2 separate regions of the Mus musculus genome follow, and region 2 is linked to region 1. A link is a contact called in public promoter capture Hi-C data. All regions are on one chromosome and are shown on one strand. The core of a region is the stretch at or near the end of the contact, and the rest is flanking DNA. Distances in the headings are between cores, read along the strand shown. Region 1 holds the start of Adh7 (alcohol dehydrogenase 7 (class IV), mu or sigma polypeptide). Region 2 has its middle 160 kb from the start of Rap1gds1.

What was found. Promoter capture Hi-C pulls out the DNA fragments that hold promoters and counts their contacts.
Region 2: a promoter capture Hi-C map of cranial neural crest shows a contact between it and region 1. The contact joins the enhancer-like site here to the promoter of Adh7 in region 1. A contact is called at or near these places in 3 of 39 promoter capture datasets (the 3T3-L1 cell line, cranial neural crest and pre-B cells) and 2 of 484 Hi-C or Micro-C datasets (the Ba/F3 cell line and olfactory sensory neurons).

What each region holds. Positions count from the first base shown.
Region 1 is chr3:138,214,844-138,221,145 of GRCm38.p6, forward strand. It overlaps Adh7 (alcohol dehydrogenase 7 (class IV), mu or sigma polypeptide), which reads left to right and starts at 2,930. Exons shown (of 9, transcript NM_009626.4): 1 at 2,930-3,065. The coding sequence starts at 3,048. The region is part of intron 2 of 0610031O16Rik (RIKEN cDNA 0610031O16 gene); the gene reads right to left.
Region 2 is chr3:138,911,969-138,918,270 of GRCm38.p6, forward strand. No RefSeq gene overlaps it. Among named protein-coding and RNA genes, the nearest start is that of Rap1gds1, 160 kb to the right of the region's middle. Within about 2 kb of position 3,168, at least 22 of the 459 cell types and tissues checked have an H3K27ac peak or open chromatin away from gene starts, as enhancers often do.

The sequences.
Region 1 (6,302 bases), core at 1,680-4,179:
TATTTTATCCTTATCTGACTTTGGTATCAGGGTAACAGTCTTGACAGGATGAGTCTGGTGTGTTCCTTCTGATTATATGGAGTTATTTGAAAAGTACCATTGTTAGCGCTTTTTAAAGGAGTTATGGAGTTCAACAGGGAATCCTACTGCCCTGAGGTTTCCTTGTTGGAAGACGGTTATCGGTTATTATATCAATAGTTTTGTTCATTGAAGAACAGTTGTTTATATCTACTTAATACAAATTTTGCGTGTTATATGAGTCTCTGAATTTATTCATTTCTTCTAGACTTTCCAGCTCTTTGAATATAGGATGGTTAAGTATTTTTTCCCATGATTGCCTCATGTCTGTTCTTCTGTCTTTTTTTTTTTTTATTTCATTAATTTGGTCTTCTCTTTTATTTGGCTAGTTTGGCTAAGGACTATTTGATCTTTATCTTTTCAAAGATGCAAAGTTTTATTTGTGTCTTTGTCTCCATTGTCGCTTGAGTTTCTAGTTCACTGATTTGTCCAGTTCCTCTAGGTTTAGCTTATACTCCCTTCCTAAGGCTGGCCGTGAGTCATTAGCCTATTCATTCAAGATCTGTCTTTGTCTCGTGAACAATCACAGTTTTAAACTTACTTCTCAGCCTTACCTCCCAGGATGGCACCTGGCGCTACCCTGTAAGACACTGAGTGTGACAACTGTGGCTCCTCTGCACAGCTGTACCACCAAGCGGAGTCACTCCCTGCCGCACAGTGTTCTCTTCTGTACTCAGGCCTGAGGCGACTGTCGGTCATTTATCTTTAGATGAGGCATCTGCCTGGTCCAGAGCCAGGGATTAGCCATGTGCTGCCCATTCCTTTGCTGTGCGTTCTGCTGTTTTTCCCTACTTAGGCTTTCATCTTACATCCTTTGTGCTAGCCCTTGTTCCCAGCCTCTCCCTGTTCCGAAAAGCATCACCTTCCATCGTTTGCCATTTGACTTTTCTCATTCATTGCTTTGTTTGGAGGAGGAAGCTTGTAATCTGATGCCTTACCCTGGAGACTTCAAGCTGTGCATTTTTAGTGTGCTTTTCCATATAGCATTTGTATTTATTCTCTGAGAATTTCACACACACACACAATACATTTTGATCATAGCCGGCTGTCTTTTCCTTCCTTTCAGCTCTTCCTGGATTCCAAGTCTCCCACCCCCCCCACCCCCCACCCCCACCCCCGCATAATAATTTTTTAATTGGGTACTTCCCAACTTTCAGCTTTTGACATTTTTTTAGCTAGTCGATTCTGGGGAGAGATGGATTGGTAACATTAAGACCTTATTTAACATCACCTGGCAGATTAACATGAGAATAGTTTACTTTTCAGACTAATATGTTATGAAGTCTTGCAAAACCCTTAAGGAGTTTATCAACTGAGAAACTTTTCCTTTGTGCCAGCCCCACCCGTGTTGGCTCTCTGCTGCCTTGGAGCCAGCTCCACCCTTGTTAGTTCTTTTGCCTCTGTTCTGAGGAAAACAAGCTTTTGTTGCTGAGTCTGGGCTTGGTCTTTGATGGTTGAGATTCAGAATGTCTGTCTGTCCGTACCTGCCTATCTCTTGTCCGCGGTGCCTACAACAAGAGCTGCGGTTCTCCACCATTGCTGCCAAAACAACACCGCTTGCATACGAGCCTGGTCCACTGGCAATGCTTTTACCTACTGGGTTTACTTTGGCCAGTGCAGTAGACTCACTGATTATAATTACCACTTCTGAATTAGATATAAATATGTGTGAAATCGGACTTACAGCACCTACTGCATTATGCCGAGAGACCTGTGGACATGTTTTCCGTTATTCAGAGGAGTTTGTCAATGTGTAAGTAGCTGAACAACAAACTCTGGCAAATATCTTCCGGGTTGGTAAGAGCCCTTATTCTATATTTCAGGATTGAAGAGTTTTGTCTAAAGACAGAAAACCTGCCTCACTGTGTCACCCCGCAGGAGTGAAATTTTGTCACTGTATGGAGGGTTTGTTGGAGGCAGTAGTGTACCAATGTGACAGCTAGCCACTGTCACATAAATACCTCTTCCTCTCAAAGGCAAAAGCAGATCCAGAAGGGTCTGATGCTGCTGCCTACTGGACAACAGTGGCTTGGAATGATGGAACAGCTAAATGCTTGCCCAAGTAGATTCCTTTAGGAATGCAAGAGCCTCTTTGTATAGCAGGATTCTGATTCCCTCTCGGTCCTTCTGGATACCAATGTGCGTAAGCAGTAAGCAATTCTGTGGGTAAATAATGTGATCTTGAGCCAAATGACAGGTTTCCTGAGAGCAAAGACAAGTTATAGTTAATTTCCCATCTCCATCGCCATTACTGGTTTTATACATTTTCTTGCATCTACTATACATACATACAAACATATATTCCCAGTGATGGAGAATTCAGGGACTTGAGGCAACTGCTCCTAACTATAATGAAGAATGCAGTGTGTGTGACAAATAACACAACATACGTACATGATATACAATTGTATGTGTATGTTGCTAAGAACGGAGACCGGATCAAGTCATGTGCTCTACTATGGAGTCATACCACAACCCTCATTTATATTTAACCACACTTTCTACAAGCTATATCGAGTGCAAATGGAGTGCAAATACAAATGCCTAACCACATAGCTAAAGTCAGCTACCTGACAGAACAGCTTGCACGTAGAAGGCATGCAATGCACTCTGTATCAATTGGACAGAGCTGAACTAACACGACCTGTTTTTATATTCTCTAAAATAAAATGGGTAAGGGTGTTTTCTGGCCCTTCATAGTAGACTTGATTATCCAATGTTTGTTAGCTTCTTATTTTTGTCTAATCATAATGTGTATTGTATTTCTTTTCACCACTTGACTTGCAGGAGGGTGGAGCTTCTTGGGTTGGGAAAATTCTAAGGCTATGAGTCATGTTGCCAAAGGCAAGCAGAACTTCCAAGTCACGCTATTTATTGAAGGCCGAAGATGCTGGTACCCATAGAAGAGTGAACCGTGCCTCAGTCAGAAGACGTTCCTGTTTGCAGGCCACACACCCAGGAGAGGCAGGATGGGCACCGCTGGAAAAGTAAGGGAAACGTTTCAGCTTGTTCAGTCTCTTGAGCTAATAATGGGGGTTGCTTCTGAGAGATCTGAATCCTGGAGAGAAACTAAATACTATTTCTCGAGGAAGGCAAGGCTGTTAAGTAACACACGTTGGGGAGATGTGGGTAAATTGCATCAGAATACCAATCGCAGCAGGATTCAATTGAAAACCACATGCTGAACGTTCTCCCAGAAAGCAGGGAAGGGAAGTAGAGAACTGGGATTTCTATGGGCATTATTCATAATTTAGTTTCCAGCTAGCCAGTCATTTGCTCTGGATAGCAAACTGTTTCCATAAGGAGACTTCAACAGGGTCAGTGGTATCTCCCCAATCCCTTTCTAGAGTCTAAAGGGTCCAGGATCTCCTGTGTTGGGGGATCGTGCCCTACTGTTGAGAATGGAAAAAGTGAATTCAGGAATGCAAAGTCAACAACAAAGAAACCGCATGTTCCGAGTTTCTGAGGACATGTTTTATATCACAGTACAATTGCAAACACTCTTGGAAAATAGGACCGTGTGGTGGATAAAGCGTGTTTATTCCTTCAGAAGATGACAGGGCCAGAACAGTGACAGGAACTCAGAAAACAAGGCTGGCTTTTTTTCCCCCTCTTGCAGATTGGGTTGATCGGGTTCCTGCTTTAAACGCGTGTGTAACCGCTTGAGATGTGGGGTACTGTTTTTGGCATTACTTTTAAACAACTTCATTTAGTCTACCTTAGAATTTTAGGAAGCTAAAAATGATGTTTGAAGTCTGGGAAGCATGAGAGACGAGGTCTGAACGCTAGAACCTGAAATAACTTTCCCCGCAATTGAAGAGAAATGGAATGGAAACATCTTAGTTTGAATCAGAAATCCAGTAAAGACCAATAATCAGAATTAACTTTGCACTGTGGAAGTCAGGAACACTGCCCTTAGAAATAAGTGGCAGAGAGCTGGCATGAATCTTAGAACACTTTCAACTCCACACAAGCCTTTCTGTGGCCTCCGTCATGAGAATGCCCAGCCACTGATCGAACATTTCCAGTAACCGGGAATTCAGGAACTCCTAGCTATGATCAGGAATCCAGCACACATGACAAATAGCACAACAGATTTAAAATGTTGACTTGGTGATGGTATACAGAGGGGTAGTTCAAGGTGGGTGATGTGGTCCCCAAACTGTCCTTCTATTTCCATGCATCTCAGGAAGAGAGGTTCCCTTAATATCAGGACTCCTCCTGTTAATTTTCTGATGTTTCATTAAAAAAAAAATGATTATGATAGTTTGCTAAAGATGCCATTAACAAAGTACCAGGACTGTGCGGCATAAAGAACAAGGATTTATTTGCTCATACATCTGGAAGCTGGGATCCTGGGAACAGAGTGTGGACAAGATTGGTTCCTTTAGGAGCCCTTTCCTTTGCTTAGGAGTACTCTGCTTGTGTCTTCCCGTCCCTTAACCTCACTGTGGAAATAGCCTACAGGACTGCTCTGTCTAACTTCAGTGACCACATTGTAACTCGATTGCAATGTGAAAAGACCCAGTCCGCAATTGTTTACCCTCAGATTCTGAGGTACTGAGCATTAGAGCTCCAACACACAAATATAATGACGACTTTGGGCTAGTACAATGTTTATTCTAGAGAATCAGGATAAACAATATATGGAGGAAATCAAGCATGTTCTCATATTATCAAACTAGCACTGACTGTTTTTGCCTGGCTTGTTTCCTTATATATTCCTCAACCATATTTTATGTGCTCTACTCATATAACACACAAATATCTTTGACCTAATTTTCCATCTTTTTAAAAAGGCTTATTTGTTTTATTTATGTAAGTTCACACTGTCGCTGTCATCAGACACACCAGAAGAAGGCATCAGATTCCATTGCAGATGGTCGTGAGCCACCATGTGGTTGCTGGGAATTGAACTCAGGACCTCTGGAAGAACAGTCAGTGCTCTTAACCACTGAGCTGTTCAGTATCTTACACTGATGTGTAGGTTTAGGTCAGTTTCCTCTGCTCTTGTTTACATATTTCCCTTATAGTCCTGAGATGACCTCTGAAGCATATTGTTTTTTTTTTTTCCTACAATTTGTTCTCCCCGAACTGTGGGGTAAAAGTGTCAATACATGCTTGTGTCTTGATGTACTGAGCAGATCGCCTTCCAAAGAGGTAAACCTGAGTAGGATTGCCCATCTTACTGCTTAGACAAAATCAGGCATTCTTGTTCAGTAAAAAGTCATTATTAACTCGACAAACAGAGAACTATAGCTTGTTATTTCTGCTCTCTTAAAAATGTTCTTAAGACCAAAAAGAAACATACCACAAAATATAAATTTGTACATATATGTATTTGGCTTAAGTCCTCCATGCGAATCTCCTGGGATAGAGGAGCAGTTAGGTGGGCAGATCAGTGATTGGAGACCTTGATACTTCCTTTATACATTTGATTAAGCTCTCTGTGTGCCAGACAGAAAGCGACTTTTACCATTTTACGTTAAGCATTCTCTCAGAGCACCTCTGTGTTCTGCTGAGACAGCCTGCTGTCCATCAGCATTCAACACATGGAGATCATTGTACATGCTGTATTCCCAGCACGCAGGAGCTTGAGACAGGAGGATTGTTAAGTTTGGGGCCAGCCTAAAGCCTGAGTTACACAGCAGGATGAGAGGGCAGGATAATGGCCTCTGAGGAGCAATTGTTTCCTCTATGGTATTTTTTTCTACCATTGTTAAATATAAAAGTTACTCTGTGCTCTCTGTCACTGTCCCTAGCAACTTTCTTACATGTAGTCTCTTGAGAAAGGCACTGAGGCATCTGAAGGGGCTTGCATGAGTTGGCCAAGAAGTTGAGGAATAATGTGTTGTGAATCAGGACACAATGGGTATTTTACATTTTGTTTTATTTTTATCCGTATGCTCTCACTCTCTCTCCTTCCCCACCACGCATGCACATGTGTGTGCACGTGCATGTGTGTGTGTGTGCATGTGTGTGTGTGTGCCTGTGTATTTGCCATGCATGTGCATATTTGAGTGACTATAGGTGCCTGTGTTCCACTGTGTGGAAGTCAGAAACCAACTTACAGACTCCCTCTCCCTCTCCCTCGCCCTCTCCCTCGCCCCCTCGCCCCCTTGCCCCCTCGCCCCCTCGCCCCCTCTAACACACATTAGAATTAGACAATTTTACTAAAAGCAGTTAGCAGAAGTGCCTGGCGGTCAATTGCTGGGTAGATACTG
Region 2 (6,302 bases), core at 1,918-4,417, 700 kb after region 1:
ACTTCCATTGCTTGCTTGGGTGATGAAACAGAGATGGACACACACACACCTCACACCTTCATTATATTCTCTCTCTCTCTCCCTCTCTTACACACATATGCTCACGCACATACATCTCCTTCCAGGGCTCCAGGTGTTCTTGGCTAGAGTGTGAGGAGATAAAAAACCAACCAAACAAAAAACTAATACACTTGGCATGGTGGCACATGCCTGTGATCCCAGCGCTGGGGAGGAGGAGGCAGGGAAGCCCGGGAGTTCAGGGTCATCTTTGTCTACATAGCAATTTCAAGGCCAGCTTGGGCTCCATGAGACCCTCACTCATTCGCAAAGGAAAATGACTCTTAAGAGCACATCGTATCTCTTTAGAAAAGAATTCTGGGGTTCTGATTTCAAGTCCCAATTAAATTTCTGCTGCCGTCTTGAGCGATTGCTAATGCCAAGCTAATGCCAACTCTCAAGGTGCATCCTTTGAACCTTCTGTGTTTGGTTCATCGATCTATACCAGAATCTAGTGCTGCTCGTGGTTTTTACATAAAGTGGTGTAATGTTGGGATATAATCTAGAAACATCTTTCCATAAATCGTCTCTCAGTTACTAATTTCTAGGCTCTGAGATGGATGTCAGGAAAGCGCTGTAACAAAGCTGGGTCTTACGGGGCTCCTCCTCCTGCTGTGCTGCAGAGGGAACCTTCAATGTGATGCCTGCTTCTCACTGTTGCCTGTCATGTGACACATGCTTCTCGATATTGCCTGTCACGTGACACATGCTTCTCACTGTTGCCTCTCATGGTCAGGCTGCTTCCTTCCTCCTGTCCTCGGTGCCTGACCTCATAAGGTATGGCGGTAGTAATACCTGTATGGTAGAGTCTCTGCAAAGCAGAAGAGAGTTCAGGCATCCTTACTCCCTAAATCCTACTCGTGTCTTAGCCTGTCCTGAAGAGCTTTCTCAGGAAGTCCTTTCAATGCCACAGGCACCTCTCCAATCCCAGTATAGGCTCCCTTTTGAAAACCACATCACATTTGAACAGACATGAATAGCATCTTTTCTGTCAGAATGCAGGCTCTGCAGGTCTGGCCTGTGCTGCTAACCCCTGTGTCAGTCGTATTCCAGGGCTGTGGACTCAAAGTTTTTCTCTCAGTGGACTCCCCCAAGTTCATGTGTGGAACCTGTAATCCCTATTGTGGGATTTTGATGGCCACTGATGGGTAATTAGGTTTGTGTCATGAGTGTTGGGTCATGGCTTGAGAGTCTTTATGAAAAGAAGAGGAGACAAGAGCCTCTTTCCCTCCCCCATGAGTCTCCATAGAAATGGAAGCCTCAAAAAGAGTCTACCCTTGCTGGCGCCCTGAATTGGACTTCCCAGACTCCGGAACCATGGGGGATTCATGTGTTCTTCAAGCCACCAGGTCCATGATCTCTGAGAGCAGCCAAACTGAAATAGTGAATCAGACATCAGGGTTATTTGGTTTTGGGTAGAGAGCCCCTCTTCTCCTAAAACATGGGCTTCTATTCTGTAACAGAGAACTGTCTCCACTTGTCTCTAAATTAGTTTTGAGAATGATAATACGATTTCAGTTACTGTCAGTTGGCCCTAGAATAGCCCACACCTGATTGCTGTGAACAGAAACCATCTAAGACTCCTGGGCACTGGAGCATCTCTGGCTCCTGCCATGCTACTAATCCTATTGAAACATCAAACTGGTGGGAAGCAGCTATGAGTGGGGATTCCATGTTTGAAGAATTTGTTTGCTAACAAATTCTGAGTTTCTCCAGGCTTAGTGGGTTTCTCAAATAACTTCTACCTGAAATAGCACTGTTGCAGAAGATAAGGTCCAGGTACGATTGACAACACTGTCATGCTTAGAGGCAGAAATGACACTCACATGAATCTTGGCCCCTTGGGTCAAGTAATAGTAAGAATGAATAGATGCACATAGATCTAATGGCTCCTAAGACAGGGTACCTAGCTTTTCCACAGGGGCAGCAATAGTCACATATGGGGAGGCTGTGGACCACACACTGACAAATGGCAAGCTGAAGAGGAAGTCTAGGCATTGATGAGGGATACAGCCACGTCCTTTGCCAGGCTCCACAGAAATCTTAGAGGTTCTGATGTCTAAACAGACTTGGTTTCGTATCCACAGTGATGGAGTACAAAAAAGTGGCCAGTGGTCATATCTGGGGCCATTCCCAGGAAGACTGGCAGGAGGTGTCCTGATTATCTTGCTGGAGGGCAGTTTCTGAGGGTCAGCAAGGTCTCTGGAATATCCCTTGGGACAGTATCTACCTTAGCCTAACACCTGGAGCTCCTGGTTAGGAAGTCTGCTCACACAAAGGTGCAAGTGATAATGGGTCCCTGAGTCAGAGCTCAGTGACACTGGGCTCTGGGTAAATACATTTCAGGATAGAAACTGAACAATGGTCCATGTACATGGAAATGGTCATCAGGCTGTTCAGTGACTCTATATAGGTTTTTGTTTTGTTTTTGAGACAGGGAGGCTCACTGTGTACCCCAGGCTGGCCCTTAGACTCCTGATTCTTCTTCGGATTCCTATGGGCTGGTGTACAGACAGGAACACACATGTTTCTTTTAGGAATGTGTGAATGCTGTTAGGTTTTTTTTTTTTTTCTAACAGGCCAGCACTTCCCACAGAAACAGGACAGACTCACCTTTAAATCCTTTAATAATTCAGCTTCCCAGGTTTCAGGAATTTGATTCCCTAAGTGATTCATAAAGTTTGGCTTTTTTTTTTTTTTTAAAGAAAGCCTGCAGTCGGCATTCCTGGGGACTCTAACACAGCACAGAGAGGTGCTCAAGGGCTTTGCTCGTTTATAGAGCTTGCTGATCCAAGGCCAAGGTTCAGCTGAAACAAAGTCCTGCCCTCTGGATTGCACCCCTGCAGATCTGCCACACTGATTTGGCCAGCCCATGAAAGTCAGCCATTGCCTGTCGTCCATGCGTTCTCTCTCAGGGTTAACTCCACCATCATCTCTTGTCTAGCCTCACACCTCACGATCCGCAGCACCAGTCTCCACCTCCACAGCTCCCTCCCTGTCCAGGTGAAACAAGGACAGAGAAGCAGCTTCGAGCCTACACTGGTGCTGCCTCACAAGTCAGCAGGCCTCACTTCTGGGGGTGGTGAGACAAGGCATAGGATTCCTGTGCGAGCTCAACAGCACCACAGGAAATCTTGGTGTTTTTGCAATCCTTTCTCCCTGAGGCCCACTGGGTACTGTGGTCCAGGTGGGTCCTACACACACAGCTGAGTATTATGAGCCTAGAAAGCCCAGTCCTAGACCTATGAAAGGGTCTAAAAACATTCTTGGCCCAGTTTTGTCCAAGAGAGACTTCATCTTATTTGCCTGTACATAAGGAAGAGAGAAAAAAAAAAGCTGCTGCATCTCTTATACAAGCCTGCTTGCTATCTAAACAGCCTTGAAAAGAACTTCAAACAAAAGCTTTTCTGGCTTTCTACAGAAATACAAAAACAGAAGACACCCAAGAATAGTCTCCCGGGAAGAGACACATGTCTCCTTCCTACCTCCCCATTAGCAACAACTCTGGTTCTGGAACAAAACAAACAAATCAATTTCCTGTTCAAAATCCTTGGGTTTGCCCTTCCCAGTTTATAACAAAGCATTAAGACATCTCAGGTCCCATCTATGTTTTCCAAGCCCGGTCTTTTGTTTCCTCCCCCTCCCATATGGATACCTAGAGCCCAGACTTGTCTCCACTTGCAACACTGTTATTCTGTGTATGTATCCATTAACAAACTGTTTCCTGTCTTCTGCTTCTGCAGTATAGAGCCAGTGAATCTCCAGTGTTACTCAGAAGGGCCCTGAGGAGTGAAATGTAGAAGTTCCAGGTTCTGTGGCTGTGACCACAGGCAGAACAAGATGCCCTAGAGTGATCTTGATGCATTAATGACTAGGCTTATTGCATCCCTCCTGGAACGGCAGGGTCCTATCTGGTTCATGAATGCTCCTACCATCTGGGTTCCGTGTAACTTCCTCTCCATGAACCTTAAGGTCTACCTCCAATCTTCACGGTATTTAGTGGTGGCAAGAAGGGAGGGCTGCTGTTCTCTGGGGGCTCTTCACCACTGATAACAAGGAAGAGAAAGGAAAGGCTGGCTGTCTCTAGCAGGAATTTGCCCTTTTCTATTTCTCTTTCTGGGAATCTATATTTCTGTGAAGTGTAGCACAGGTTCAGCAACCTGGGAAGACAGGGAAGTGTGTCATATTGTCTCCTGAACAAAACTAGAGCTCTGTAAATAAGGAGAACGGAGGTGGATATTAGATAAATAACTTGAAATATTGCCACCAGGGCACTTTTAATCCCTGTCACTGATGCCACATGTCTTCTCCAGTAGAGCAGAGGGGTCAGGAGCTCTGGAACTTTCCCCACCTGGGTTGGTCAAACCCCAGAGGAAAATAGCTTTGGCAACTGCCCCTGTGTGACTGCCACCTTCAGGTTCCCTGTCTATGTACCCTTTGATAGTTTAAGGCTTGGGGAATGATCTATGTCTTCCTGAGCCTCGAGGGTGTTACTTTCTCAGGTGCACATCCTTCTGTGTGCCTCACGCCACTGAACAGTCTGTCAGTGGGGTGTCTTCTTCACTGGGGCCTTGGCTGGTGGGAACAAAACTTCTCATTGGTCAGCCATTTAACCAAGGAGGTATATTTTCCTAGGGCAGACTAGAGAGTGGAAGCTGTAGGTGCTTGGGTCATCCTGGGGATTTAGTAGTGCAGACTGTGGGATGATGTCGCCAGTAGAGAGCTTGACTTTGCCGGATCCTGTTTTTATCCAGGCCAAGTGCATCAAAGTATTCAGTAGGGGTACTGCCATGAGTTGGCAGCTTATTGTCAACTTCATACAAACATGAGTCACTTGGGTTTTTAGTTAACTAAACATAACTAAAATGCAACGAAGTAATTCCCTCTAACAGATTGGCCTGTAGGCTTATGGGACACCTGTGTGGTCCTGAGTTGTGTAAGAAAGCATGCTGAGGGAGCGTGAGAACAAGCCAGGAAGCAGTATTACTCCATGTGCTCGGCTTCAGTTCCTGCCTCCCAGAGTCTCCATTTGAATTCCTATCTAGATTTCCCCCAATGATGGACTGTGACATGGACATGTTGCTTAGTCATGATCTTATCCCAGCCACAGCGACACCAGGCTACAACAGGCTGCATTCCTCATGGGATCAAGAAGGGACATTGTAAATTCCTGCAGTCTCCACAGGATATGTGCCAGTGCTGTAATGAGACACTGGTGCCAGCATCGGCTCCTTCCTGGTGGCAAGATGGGGTGGGCATAGGCTTGGGATAGCTTGCTACTCCACTTTCATGTTCCTGTCATTTGTCATTTGGCCTCCAGCATTCTCCAGCCTTCAGAACCTTAACGCACTAAATACACTGCAACTCTGTATGAGTCATAGAACTGTCCTTGAGTTAGCTACCCCAACTTCCTGTGCCTGTAACCTGTCGTGTAGTACTGCTTTTTGTTCTGAAAACCTACCTCCTACTTCCAGGAGGTCTCTACAGGTCACCCTCACATGAGCCATCCAGTGGTGATGGGAACTGAACCCTCCCGTGTGGGACCCACAGCAGGCTCAGAGCTTTGAGATGCCCCTGAAATGCTAAAATTCTCCCCATGTCCCTGTGGTTTAGGGACTGAACCCAGAGCCTTACACATACTAAATGTATGTTTCACCACTGAAGTTCACACTCAGCCTCCCTCCAGATCTCCCTAGTTTGTGTATGTAGCATACACATGTATGCTTGTGTACATATGTGTGTGTGTGCATGTGGAGGCCTGGCACCAACGTGAGTTGTCTTTCTCAGCTACTTTTCACTTTATTTTTGAAACTAGATCCCCCAGAGAACACAAAGCACACCAGTTCTGCTAGGCTGGCTGACCAGTGAGCTCTGAGAGCCTCCTGTCTCTGTCTCCCCAGTGGTGGGCTGTAGACATGCGCCCTATGCTTGGTTTGCACGGGGATGCTGGGGATCTGAACTCATCCTCACGCCTGACTATCAAGCACATGACCAGTTGAGACACTGAAATCACCTTCTAGCTTTATTCTTAGAGAAGCCAAGAGAACTAGATTCTATGTAAAGTCAGTCAAAATGTCAGTGGGTATATAGATTTTTGTTGTTGCTGCTGCTACTTTGTTTTGTCTTACCAAATGCTCGGTGGACCAAACAAGCAGGTCATCCTCCATGCCATCGCTGGCTTATGAGGAAGGGAGAGAGTGCTAACCGATGATTCTTGTAAGTGAATGGACCTCTTCCCATCTCTG